Linked DNA regions of Mus musculus: all the other regions are linked to region 3. A link is a contact called in public Hi-C data. All regions are on one chromosome and are shown on one strand. Each heading gives the region's core, a stretch centred on a gene start, on an enhancer-like site or on the middle of the called end of the contact. The rest is flanking DNA. Distances are from core to core; before and after follow the strand shown.

Evidence for each region. A called contact is a pair of places that touch in the nucleus more often than the background predicts.
Region 1: a Hi-C map of bone marrow-derived macrophages shows a contact between it and region 3, with 39 read pairs. The contact joins the promoter of Plvap here to the enhancer-like site in region 3. A contact is called at or near these places in 7 of 39 promoter capture datasets (the C10 cell line, embryonic stem cells, fetal liver and 3 more), 3 of 15 datasets of contacts at CTCF or cohesin (CD8 T cells, pro-B cells and stem cell-derived epiblast-like cells), 19 of 484 Hi-C or Micro-C datasets (B cells, the Ba/F3 cell line, CD4 T cells and 10 more), 9 of 115 datasets of contacts at active chromatin or transcription factors (the 230-238 cell line, bone marrow-derived macrophages, double positive thymocytes and 3 more) and 4 of 9 other capture datasets (adipose tissue, embryonic stem cells, liver and 1 more).
Region 2: a Hi-C map of CD8 T cells shows a contact between it and region 3, with 2.0 times the contacts expected there. The contact joins the promoter of B3gnt3 here to the enhancer-like site in region 3. A contact is called at or near these places in 2 of 39 promoter capture datasets (the C10 cell line and hematopoietic stem and progenitor cells), 3 of 484 Hi-C or Micro-C datasets (CD8 T cells, embryonic stem cells and pro-B cells), 4 of 115 datasets of contacts at active chromatin or transcription factors (double positive thymocytes, effector CD8 T cells, embryonic stem cells and 1 more) and 3 of 9 other capture datasets (adipose tissue, liver and pancreatic islet).

What each region holds. Positions count from the first base shown.
Region 1 is chr8:71,509,737-71,514,113 of GRCm38.p6, forward strand. It overlaps Plvap (plasmalemma vesicle associated protein), which reads right to left and starts at 2,033. Exons shown (of 6, transcript NM_032398.2): 1 at 1,615-2,033. The coding sequence starts at 1,980.
Region 2 is chr8:71,699,892-71,704,194 of GRCm38.p6, forward strand. B3gnt3 (UDP-GlcNAc:betaGal beta-1,3-N-acetylglucosaminyltransferase 3) reads right to left here and starts at 1,909. Exons shown (of 3, transcript NM_028189.3): 1 at 1,827-1,909. It also overlaps the pseudogene Gm18860.
Region 3 is chr8:71,631,571-71,635,910 of GRCm38.p6, forward strand. Unc13a (unc-13 homolog A) reads right to left here. Exons shown (of 44, transcript NM_001029873.2): 39 at 3,600-3,656; 40 at 3,319-3,399; 41 at 2,947-3,094. Among named protein-coding and RNA genes, the nearest start is that of Mir6769b, 2.6 kb to the left of the region's middle. Within about 2 kb of position 2,596, at least 71 of the 459 cell types and tissues checked have an H3K27ac peak or open chromatin away from gene starts, as enhancers often do. A contact at or near this core is called in the 230-238 cell line, CD8 T cells, the CH12 cell line and 3 more, where this site is marked.

The DNA of each region.
Region 1 (4,377 bases), core at 783-3,282, 120 kb before region 3:
TGTCCTAGTGTCTGAGGGAGGAGGCTGGGTCTGTGGTAGTGATCTGAGAGAGGAGGCCACCTCTATCCTCAGGCAGCCTAGGACCCTGTCCTCTCCAGGGGAGATCCTTGCTTCACCCCTAATTTAGTGCCTGCCAGCACCCCTGCTGTTGGGTCAGAAGCTGCCTCAGCCTGCAGCCTCTTGTTCTCCTTGTGGCAGTGTGGAGGTGTCTTGGGTGAACACAGTCGGATGTGTGTAACATCGTACTGGGACTGTGTGGGGACAGCTATCTCCAGGACCTCAGTTCTGTAACTGTCCCAGGTCACAGTGGGCTCCTTCCTATCTCCTACCACACAGTATTCAAAGACAAGTGCCCCCCCACCCCACCCCCTCTCTGACAAATGTCTATGTACCCCAGGGTAGACTTGAAGCAGCTCTTGCTGCTTTAGCTCGAAAGCATTAGAGTGATGTACATGCTCAACCCTGCTCGCTAATGGGCCTGGAGCACAGAGCTTCACCCATGCTGGGCAAGGGCTGAGCTCTGAGCTGGCCCCAAGCTCTGCTCACCCTTGTCACACAGAGGGAGACCCTAGCCCTCTGAGTCTGTTTACCATCTCTGTGAAGCTGCCTTAAGCAGGCACAGGGCAGGCACTGACAGCAGCAGGACCTGTTGTGAATGCCCAGGACCCAGCTAAACGCCAACTGCAGACAGACAATGCTAGGGTCTGCATGTGTTCCCACCCCCACATTCACCCAGAGAGTTCCTTCCACTCCAGGGGCCTAGCCATAAAATTATGAATTTCTGGTTTATCCCAAGAGAGATTTTGTTATTAAATTGAAAGATCAGAGAGCCCAGCATAGTGGTGCACACCTTTAATTCCAGCACTTAGGAGGCAGAGGCAGGCAGATTTCTATGAGTTCCAGGACAGCCAGAGCTATAGTGAGACCCTGCGTCAAGAAATAGATAGATTAATTATTAATTAATTGAGTGATCAGGCCTGCAAGGCAGTTCAGTGGGTAAAGACAATTGCTGCTAAGGCTGACAAAACTTGAGTCAAGTCTTCCACACGGTGGAAGGTTGTCCTCTGATCCCCACACACAGGTTACAGCATGCGGGTAGACATATGCGTGTGTAATAAATACATTTAATTGTAAAAACTAAGCCACCTGCAGCAAACTCTTCCTTGACAGGTGATGTCTGCCATGGAGAAATCACAGTCACAAGATCTTCATCAGGTACATGGGGTGACCCACACCTATTATCCCAGCACTCAATCTACTGAGGCAGAGAACTGTTGTGAGTTTAAAACCATCCTGGGTTATACAGTCATACTCTGCTGGGGGTGGGATTAGGGAGAGAGAAAGGCTGTAGCTCAGTGGTGTTGCATGTACTACACCAGGCTTGACCACTGGCTGGTCATCCTAGAGTCCTGGAGGTGGAAGCAGGAGGGTCAGGAGCCCAAGGCCATCCTTGGCTACACAGTGAGTTCTACACCAGCCTGAACTACATGAGGTCATGTTCTAAATAAATGAAGGAGTGTGTGTGGGGAGGAGGGAATCCAGATTTCTTCCCATGGAGTTTAGCATTTGGGCGCACCCAGGGCTGCAGCCCAGGGCACACATGCCGCCTCTTACCAGGTCGCCTTGGCACTGGCGGAAGCTGGCGTTGATGCGCTCCATCTCACGTCGCGTAGTCAACAGTTGCTGCATGACTGTTTCCTTGACAAGCAAGCTGATGTTCAGCTGTTTGCTCAGGTTAGCCTGTGAGGCAGATAGTCCAACCACCTGGCTGTACAGGCTGTCGGCGCGGATCTCCGTGGCGCGCAGGCTGGACTCAGTGGTGGCGTGCACATTGCCATAGATCATGAAGAGGACCAGGCCCAGGATGATGAGGAACTGAATGAGCGACACGAAGAGGAAGAAATAGCGCAGGTAGTACCAGCAGCCGCGCTGCTGGTCCCCCGTGCGGGCGTATGGGCTGCGGTCCATGGAGAGCCCCATTTGCGCAGTGTCCACAGGGCGCACTGTCTGGCGTTGTCTGCCTGGCCAGATCTGAACTGCGCCAGGCAGGGGGGAGTGTTTATATTACTCCTCTTAATGCTTCCTCTGCCCGGCTCCTTCCTGGCCAGGAGGAAATGGGGACTGTGGGTTATCACAACACTCCCACCCAGGCTGTTGAGGAACTGACTGACAGTCTGGGCAGCTGTGATAGGTGGAGGGCGGGGCACTCACTGGGTGACTGAACTGGCTTCCCCAGCCTGGTCCGGCCTCAGTTTCCACCACCGCCACTCTCCCACTCCAACCCCACACACCCCACTTTAGATGGGCCAGACAGTGCCCTCTGCTCCCGGGACGTGTTATCTAACAGTCCGGTGGCTAGGCGCAGAGGAAACTAAGGCACAAGTGAGACAAGAGACTAGCCCTGGCCGGGCGGTGGTGGCGCACGCCTTTAATCCCAGCACTTGGGAGGCAGAGACAGGCGGATTTCTGAGTTCGAGGCCAGCCTGGTCTACAAAGTGAGTTCCAGGACAGCCAAGACTATACAGAGAAACCCTGTCTTGAAAAACAAAAAAACAAAACAAAAGAGAGAGAGAGAGAGAGAGAGAGAGAGAGAGAGAGAGAGAGAGAGACTGGCTCTGTGGCCCAGGCTTTTACTCTGTGGCAGGCTGGATTTAAACGTGGGGAACCACTGATAATGTCCCACAAAACACACCAGTCACCGTGGGATAGCTCCCACCAGCTGTAGAGTTTGGGGTCCAAGGCAAAGGATTGTGGGTGTGAGTTCACCACCCAGGAGCTCCAAGGAGTTTTCCAGGATGGACAAACAGTGCACATAAGGACTACAGAGACCTCACAACTTCCCTCAATTATTCTACCAGCACTCAGAGATATCCCCCTCACTTGCGCATGCTCTGGGAATAGTGTGTGGCTTAGCAATAGAGCCCCTGCCTAGACTCCTCCCAAAGTACAAAACAATCCGAGCGGTATGCAGTAGAAAAGCAGGGTCTTGGAGTGGGGATAACGGAGAGAGGCCTCCAAACTCTGCCACAATCTGCCCCAGTTTCCCCCTCTATAACAAAAGTGTGCTTATGTCCCTGGCCTGCGGTAATTTCAGGGTCCCAGGAAGTGGCAGTAAGCTTTGTTGGTAGGTGGTGTCCCACGTGGAGGTTCTAGGGTCTCTGTGGAACAATGCCCAGATAGAGGTATACGATTTCAGGGTCACAGATAAAAGGATATTGCGGGTACACCAGCCCCCAAAGCACTGGGAGAATCTTCTGGAAGTCTTTGTTCTTTACCTGCTTACTCCGTTTCTTGTTATCCACCACCACCACCACCACCACCACCACCACCACCACCACCACCACCACCGCTACCACCGCCCCCCATCCCCCAAAGAGTCCAGCAGGGGAAGGCTGCCTGGGCCCAAGAGCTTGGGAAGGGATGAGACAGAGGTGGCGCTGAGCAGGCGGGTGTGGGGTTGGAAGGGAGGAAGTTCCCAAGGGCGGGCAGGAAACCCTGTGTGACCTTTGCCTTTTACAACCACCCGGTGATTCTTGACTCGTAGACCCTTCCTGGCCAGCAGGGGGGTGGGGGCGACAAGGCTGGGGGCTGCCCCTGGGACCAATGGGCTGTGGCTCCAGGTTGACCAGACAGGTGGGGGCCACCGTTCGGCCTCGAGTTGGGTCTAGCATGCCACCTGGCCAGCATGTGACCCTAGAAAAGTAACCTTCTGCCTGCCCTGCAATCTGTTTTATTTATTTTTTAATTTAATCTTTTTTTTTTTTTTAAAAAATTTTTTTTGTAATGTAGGAGTGCTCTGTCTCCGTGTATCTACACGCCAGAAGAGGGCACTAGATCCTGTTACAGATGGTGGTGAGCCACCATGTGGTTGCTAGGAATTGAACTCAGGACTTTCAGAAGGGCAGCCAGTGCTTTTTTTTTTTTCCGAGACAGGGTTTCTTTGTGTAGTCCTGGCTGTCCTGGAACTCACTCTGTAGACCAGGCTGGCCTCAAACTCAGAAATCTGCCTGCCTCTGCCTCCCAAGTGCTGGGATTAAAGGCGTGTGCCACCACGACTGGCTCAGCCAGTGCTCTTAACCGCTGAGCCATTTCATCAGCCTTGCAATCTGATTTTATTCCGTTTACAGAGGGCAGCTTTTTGTCCCCTTTAAGGGTGTGTGTGTCTCATGTAGCCCAGGCTAACCTCCAAGTGGCCGTGTATAGCCTTAAGTTCCTGATCCTCCTGTCCCCACTTCCCAAGCACTGGGATGGTAGATGTGCACCGTTGATGACTTATGGGGTCCTGGGGGGGGGTACTCAGGGATTCTCTCATGCCAGGTGAGCATGCTACAGGGTGAGCCACACACAGCTAGTGTCTTTTTAACCCACATTGTTGTT
Region 2 (4,303 bases), core at 659-3,158, 68 kb after region 3:
TGACTATTAATGAACTTCATCGGAATATTAATGACTTTAGCTAAATATTAATGAGATTCATCTTGATATTAATGACCCATAGAATGCTCATTACTATGTGTGGTTCAAACACTGAGTCTTAATGATGGGCTTGGTTATTTCTTTATGAATATTCATGAGCCCTGGCTCCCCCTGCCCTGGGTGGAAACGGTCTTGTGCCCTTGGCCCTGACTTGGCAGCGGCCTTCAGAAGGCTACTGAGGTAGAGGAATGACACGTGCTCAAAGAGGCATCAGGGTGGATACTGACACGCTCAGACGTTCTGGATCATTCTCCCAGAGTGAGGGATGCGGAGGATGCTGGGTGCTTCAGGGACAGTTCCTTCTGTGCGTCCCAGCTGGACGTGGGGTCCCCAGGTTGGTGTTTGTCCCTGTGACCCTGAGCCCGGGGTCACCCAGCGCTTAGCTGGGTAGGACGAGCTGATCAACTGACCCCATGGCAGCTCCGTTCAGGTTTGTACTAGCTCCTTAACCCTGGGCAATTTTCTTTTTACGAGGAACTTGGAATTTTACCGACAAAAAGAGAGTTCCTATAAAGATAAAGCTTCGGAGGCCCAGGTCTTGATGGCCCTGCTTTCACACCCCAGCTTTCCGGAGGTAACGCCCTGCCTTCACACAGCTTCTCCGAGGCTACACAGCGTCCCCCAGCCCCCCACCCCCAACCGGGAAAGAAAGCCCAGCCCGGCCCACTTCCCAGACAAGGAAACGGAGGCTGGGAAGGTGCTGGCCATTTCCTTGCCCTTCCAATTAGCAGAGCAGCCTCATAGGCCTGGCGTCTGGGGTCACCCTAGATCCCTACCCTCTAAGCGGGTCCCATTCTCTCGTCCCTCTTCCGGTGACGTTTACACCAGGATTACAATAACCTCTTTAATTTTTACAATCAAGATAAAATGTCACAGACACAAGATCCCTGTAATCAAGAGTAAAGTAAACACGCCGGCCCCAGCCCCACCCTTGCTGGGCTGTTAGCGCCTCCTGAGGGGACCCGAGGCAGGGGATCAGCTTAGCACAGGGACTTGGACCAGGCACCCACTTCTGCCTCCAGCGCCCCTCCACGCAGGACAGGGAACAAAAGTCCGCGGGGTTCCAGACCTCGGAGGGGGCAGCAGAGTAGTCTCCTGGGGCCCCTACAGGATCTTCGCAATCTCAGCTATTGAGGGGAAACGCCACGCCCAGGGGAAGGGATCCGGCCTGGGCTGGCTGCGCAAACACTGACCAGATGGGCACCAACTAATGTCCCCTAAGCGGCCGCACCTTCTCCTCCTGACTCCACAGAGTGTGACAGGCCAGGATGAGAAAGTGAAAGTGGGGACCCGAGACCAAGCACTCAGGAGGAAGGTAGACTGTTCAAAGACAGTCTCAGAAAAAAAAGGAGAAAAAAGAAAAGAATGGGAAATTTACCCCAAAGCGTCAGAACCTCGGTTAGCAATACAGACTATCAATTTAACTATGCTGCCACCACCACGCCTCGCAGTTTACTTCACCACAGCCTAACTCCCATACAGGGAAAGTTTCACAAACTCGAACAGGGGAAACCGAGTCAGAGCCGAGGCCACCCGGCTGTGCAGACACTGGGGAAAACGCGGGCTTCTGATCCTGGAAAGTAGCGGGGCTACTTCGCGGCGTCTAAGAGACCCGGAGCCCAGGAGTATGGCCGGGGCTGCGGAGCATCTTCAGCACGGTGCAGCTAGAAAGCGCCACAGATTTCAACTTCGCACCACCCCACCCGAGACCCTGGCACTCACTGCGATCGCGGGCTCCAGACAACCCCGGAGGCCACACTGTTTACCTGGGCGACCGCCTTGAGCTGGCTCTTGGCTACTCGCCTTCCTCCGCTTCTTCCCTGTTCTCCCTTTCCCGCTCCTCCCTCCAGTGAGTCGAGCTTCCTAGTAGCCAAGGAGAAAGTCTCCCTCCTTCCGCCCTCACCCCCCCCCCCCCCCCGTCTAGTTCCTTTCCCTTGCCCCTCCCCGTCCTGTTCTTCACTGTGGTCATGTTCTTCCCCACCTGTCTTTCTACCTGGACTTTGGCCCTTCCCCTCCCTCTAGGCGCCACCCTGCGTCCAGATTTACCCGAGAAGGTCCACGTCTCCACCCTCCTTCCCTCTTTCTTGGCCATGCCCATTCACTTTTATCCCTAACCCCCACCTCCTCCAGTGGACCTCTATTCCCAACCTGACCTCTTCCTCCTCCAGTCCTACCCCTCCCCTGGGAGTCTAACTCCCTCCAACCCCTCCTTCATTTAGAGCCCCATCTTCCTCTTCCACGCCACGAGAGGGAGCAGGAGCTCCCCTGTCCTGAGCAAGTCTGTCTGTCTGTCCCCTACTGCAGCGCCTCTCCCACAGCTCAGCCCAGGCTTCAACCTCCGCCCTCCTTCCTCATTTCAGCCCCTGCTGTAGCCTCTTGCCTCCCTCCCAGCCCCCCAGCTCAGCCAATGCTGCAGCTGCCCCCCCTCCTCCCTCTTCTCCTGAGGAAACATTCAGCCTGGAGGAGAGTGAGCTCAGAGACTTAGAAGATCCCAGGACCTTAAAACCTGTTGGTAGGCCCTCCAACTCCTAAATGCCAGGATCAGGTGTAAATCTCCTAGGAGCGTCCCCAACCACGCCCTTCCTCAGAAGTTACCTCAAAAACTTGGTGGTCTTAACTCTGAGTCCCAGGCCCTAGTAGCCTGCTGGAGGGAGAAGTAAGCTCCTAAACCGGAAACTGAGTCCTCCTGACACTGGCTCCCTGGACCAGTACACAGTGGGCAGAGCTCCAGGATTGTCCCTTGACGTGGTAATCCTTCCCTGAGTGCACCCAGAGGTCACAGCAGCCCTATTCACGGGCACTGGGATATTAGTGAACCATAAAAATGATTGAAGAGGCCCTGCTGTTGAGTGACAGCAGCTAGTACAAACGTCCCACCTGTGTCACACGGCAGAAAAATCCACAGACAAGGAGCAGGTCAGGGGCGGGAGGGATGATCTTGTGGGGGCAACCATGTTCTGGCAATGCAGCAGGTAAGGCTGCCGGGGGCCATGTTAACTGCCACTCACTCCAGCTCCCTGCCACAGAAAACACCTCTTCTGGCTCCTGCTCAGAATGCAGGTGACTCAGCCTGGACCTGCCTGACAAATGTTCACTCACTGCATAGTTGAGGTTTTGGAGTCACTTCGGTGAAAACGGCAATGGCATTATAAACAGGCAAGGACACCCCACCCAAGGCTCTGCCCCAGCTGCTGGGACTCACCCTCCTGAGATAAGCACCTATCTCCCTGGCTCTGGGAGGCCTGGTGAGGGAAGCCAGGCCAGAGAAAAAGGACTCCTGTGTTTTCAAAGCTGCCCTGCCTTCCTGTACCCCAAGGAGAGCAAATTAAAGCCACCAGGAGGTGCCATGTTCTCAGCACTTATCAGATGGGCCAGTGTCTTAGTTAGGGTTTTACTGCTGTGAACAGACATCATGATCAAGGCAAGTCTTATAAGGACAACATTTAATTGGGGCAGGCTTACAGGTTCAGAGGTTCAGTCCATTACCATCAAGGTGGGAGCATGGCAGCAGCATCCAGGCAGGCATGGTGCAGGAGGAGCTGAGAGTTCTGCATCTTCATCTGAAGGCTGTTAGGAGAACACTGACTTCCAGGCAGCTAGGACAAGGGTCTTAAAGCCTAGGCCCACAGTGACACACCCACTCCAACAAGGCCACACCTCCTAATACTGCCACTCCCTGGGCTAAGCATATACAAACCATCACATTCCACTCCATGGCCCCCATAGACTTGTTCAAATACATGAGTCTTTGGGGGCCATATCTAGTCATAGCATAATAAAAAAGTACAATAAATTCAACTTTCAAGATCCCTGTAGTCTATAGCAGTTTCAACAATGCTAAAAGTTCAAAGTTTAGTTTCTTCTGACATTTATCCAATCACTTAACTGTAATCCCCAAAGCAAGATAGGAAACCAGGTGGGCAAGCTCCAAACTCTGCATCTCCATGTCTGATGTCAAAGCAGTCTTCAGATTTCCAACTCCTATTCATTTTTTTTTAAGAGTCATAGACATTTTACTGGTTTGTTTCAGACATCCTGGAGATTTAAAAAAGTGTCCATGGAGCCATGGATGCTGGTGGCAGGAGGCAGCAGAGGGGCATGAAGACGAGGAAGACTTGTTTACAAGTTCAGAGCAAACCCCCTCCTGGATCTAAAATAAAGGCATCTTTAAACAAAAACCCAAAGTCTCTGCTTGGAGCAGATGCAGGTCACAGTCGGCATGGTGCACGGACCGCATGGTGCA
Region 3 (4,340 bases), core at 1,346-3,845:
TCCACCCAATTCCCTGTCCTCACACTAGCCCGAGGTGGTGGGACCCAGAAAAGTCCTGACTATGTTGCCTTCAAAATGTATCTGGAATCTGCTCATGTCCTGCACAGACCTGGCCCAGCTCCCACCCTGACACCCTGGCTAGTAGCTTCCCAGGGTCGGCTCTCCTCCCTCTCGGCCACCAATACAACAGTAAAAACGGCCTGGCCTAGCCCATCCCTCCTCTGCTCAAGAGCCTCCCGTGGCTCCCATCTCAGGCTCCAAGGAAGCACTTGTGTCTTCTTGCAGGCTCCCTCCCAAGAGGCCCTTAGAGTCCAGTGCCCCACCCACAGGCTCCTTCCCAGCCTTCTGAAGCCTCCCAGAATGCCCTGCCCTCTGACATGACAGCTTCTGTCGCCCCTGTCCTGACTCCAGATCTACTGGCAAACTTCAGTTCCCACTGAGCAGCTCTTCAAAAGCTGTGGTGACTTAGAGAGCTACAACAGTCCACATAGGGCATTTCCTGCCCGGGAAGCAGATTGCCCTCTGCATGGTCATGTGATCCAGGCTGGGCTAATAGAAACTCAGTTCCTAATTTTTATTGTAATCTGGCCACAAAGGTCTCCAAGGATACCAATTGACCAATGGCATTGGAATCTGGATCCAGCCATTCCTGATGTCAACAAACCCCTAATATTAGTTTCCTAGTCAACTAATTTGTCTGTGTGGTAGCCATGTGCAGGGCTCCTCCCAATCACCATTAAGTGTCATGCTGGTTATGCTGGGGACTCATGAGGGGTCAGTTTAAAAACTACTGCTTTAACCATCCAGACCTGTGACTCAGATGCACATCCCAGGGCCTGTGAGGCTGTGGCCACCAGCACCTCATCAATACCCCCCACCCCACCCAGCCCCGCCCCGCCCCAGGCAGCTCTCCACTCCCAGGGCACCCCATGCACGGGCATGGCAAGGAAGAGAATGTGGAAGGCAAGATGATCATCAGAGGTCCATCCAGGTTACCTGTGCTGGACAGGAAGTGATGGGGATCAGGAAACAGGGCGGCCAGGAGACTCCTGCGCTCATGGCCCCAGCACTGTCCACCTCAGGTGGTCACCCATATCATCTCAGATACCTCCCCAGTCACATGCTCAGCCCCCTCCCCCCAGGCCAATGCTTCAGCAAGCTCAGTCCGGGCCAGAGGTGGGGTGCTGGGGAGTTAGACATGGTGGGTTGTGTAAAAGGTCAGATCAAGGCCCAGGCTAGTAAGAAGTGAGGAGGGGGCGGTGCCAGCCCCCACCCCAGGTTTGCTGGCTCCACCAGGAAGGGGCTGTCACACACTCCACCCTCCCACCATAACCAGAGTCTCTTGTAGGGGAAGGAGGCTGCCTTGACCCTCAACCACAGGAAACCTCAGGTGCCTGTGGGAAGACTGGACAGGATGCAAGTTCTTTTTGGATGGGGGCGGGTATTTGACTAAGATTGGTGGGAACATGTGATCCCCCTATCACTGCTTCCCAAGTACAGGGACCACAGGCCTGTGCCATCAGGCACACCTGGAAATGTCCATCTTGACTATCCCTGTTTTCCAGGGGACAGAACAGTCAGGGAGGAGGCTGGCTGCAGAATGGCTGACTTAGGATCTGAGCACACTTCATTGTTTAGTTTTCTTGTGCTTTTCTGGGAATGGAAGCCGCAGGCCCAGCCTGGGATGCGTGTGTCTTGGGAGAAAGGGATGGGGACTCCTTCCCTGGGTGGAGCCAGCAAGCCGCCCTTCCCCATGTGCGAGGACATGGCGCCCCCGTGCGGGAAGGCCGGGGTCTTACTAGCCGGGCAGGGGGAAGGGCGCAGGCACCGGGCACCGCGTGCGGGTGGCGGGCGGCGCAGGCACGTACCCATCTCAGGACAAACGTCTTCACTAAGGGTAAACCTAGTCCCTTTTCCACCATGGACTGACCAGGATGGACAGGGAGGGAGGAGGAGAGGAGGGAGGAGTGTACGTGGCGGGGGGGGGGGCGGGGGGGGGAGGCGCAGAAAGGGGGCAGCGAGTGACAGGAAGAACAAGAGAGCAAGAGAGAGAGCAAGAGAGAATGAGAGAGTGAGAGAGAGAGAGAAAGAGAGAGAGAGAAGGGGAGAGAGAAAGAAACGTCAGTGCAGACGGACGGACAGACAGACAGCCTCCCACTCCGGGAACACTAGGGACACCAAAAGCAACAAGAACAGGAGAGGAAACTGAGGCTTGGGCTCCACCCGCTGTGCGGGGTTGGGGGCCATGGATAACAACCTCCCTCGTTCCACCACAAGAACAAAGCCTGAGGTCACCAACCTCTGCCCAGATGGCACCTTTGGGGTAATTCTGAACGGGGGTCCCGAGAGAGAGAGAGAGAGAGAGAGAGAGAGATACTAGGACCTTGGACCCCTGCCCTGTGGCCTCAGCTGCTGCATGGAGAGAGCTCAGAGGGACGGGGACAGAAGCAACACAGACAGACAGAGGGATCGGGGAGACCTGAGGCCCAGCACCTCCCAGGTCCCCACAACTCCCAGGGCCAGATCCTTGAACCTCCTAGACCTGTCAATCATTCCACATCTTTGACTTAGCGCAGAGGCCCCGCCCCCAAGGAGGAAGCCACGCTTTGAATCCATGACATCAGATTTCACCTAGAGCTGTCAATTTTCTCTTATTCTAAGAGTACCATAGAAGTCCTGCCCCAGAGCGGACAACCAGGTCCCGCCCCTCAATGACAGTCACTCCGTTGCCCTGGAAGCTTTAAAATCCTGGCTTCTGGAGTCAGTGAGGTTCCCTCCAACGGCTGCCCATCACCCCTTGTTTCTTTGTCTTGAAAGAATCACCTTTGGTGCCTAGATGTCGGATGCCCCGCCCCCATGGAGTTCTGTCAGTCATTCAGGGGAGGAGCCTGCGGCTGGGCGGGGAGACTCTGGTTGGCTCGGGAAGAAAGCACCAGATTCCCTTACCCTGCGCTGACTGCGTCTGCACGAAGGTTTTGATGAGCAGGTCGGTGGCTTGCGTGTAGAGCGACAGGGCGTAGCGCAGGGACTGGAGGTCCGGGCTCTTCTCCAGGAAGGTCTTCTTGAGGCCAACGCCCCCCGCGTGGAAGTATTGCTGAGGGTGGACACAGTGAGGCTTCAGATGGCTCCCAGCACCTCTCACCCTCCCCATCTTCACCAGGCCACAGCTGCCCCAGGACCACTGTATTTACTGTATGCACAGATGGAAAGTTACTCCCTGCTCGCTACCCATATACTTTACTTTGTAAATTCCTATGCATTCCTCAAATCCCACTTTCTCATGCCCTCTCTTAAAACCCTCTGTAGCCCCTCCCTTACCTTGATGGTGTCCAGGGCCAGTTCAACAACAGCACACTGCTTCGGGGTCAAGCTCTTGGCTTCTTCCCGCACCATGTGATCCTGTGGGGATGGCAGGGAGAGGTTAGGTGGGCAAAGCTTTTACACTGTGAGCCTTTGCTTTCCATGCTGTGGATCAAGTGATCTGTATCCTTGATCCATTATACTCAAGGACATTTTAAGTGGGATTCAGGTCTGGGAGCAGGGATTTTTGCCTGTTGATCTGTTCCTAGTCTTTCTCCTGAGAGCTTCTGCCCCCTCACCTTAAGTTTGGACAGCTGGCCCAGCTCCTTGGCAGCATTGAAGATCATTTGTGTCCCCTGTGGAAAACAGCAGGTAGCTCGGGTGAGAGTGTGCGTTTTCTAAATAGTTCCCCATCCTGAGTGACCCAAACCCAACTGCCAACTTGGTTCCTGTCCAAAGGTTCAAGCAATGCTTGAGACCCATGGACAGCAGGATCAGGAGCTCCAGTGAGATCCAGGGGCACATGGCACCTTGTTGCAGGAGAAGCCCGGTTCTCTGGGAAGACTGCCCACCCTGTCATACCCACCATGACCTCACAACTGGAAGACATAAGAGAAACAGGCATGTGGCCGCCTGTCCATGTGTGGCGTGATGAGGGAGGACAGAGATGGGCTTGTTAGTGGCAATGGGTCCTGAGCCAGGCTGGGCATTCAGGGACCCACCTTGGGGGAATTTCCTTTCCCCTGGTCACCCCTGGGGGTGGTGTGGAGGACTCTTTGAGCATCAGGAAGACTCCTCACATACTGGCATCTGCATACACTTCCCCTCTCCCCAAGATGCCCACCAGATGCCAACTATGGCTATGCAGAGCCAGGCAGGTCTTGGTGAAAACTCCAGCCAGGCTATGCAGCCCTGGATAGGTGACTTAACCCCTCTGAAACTGCTACCCCTTTAGATGGTGGTCACAGCCACCCTATGGCCTTGAAAGAATGTGTAATTCCTTGATGTCTTGTTTGCTGTCTTGGTCTCATCACAGGTAA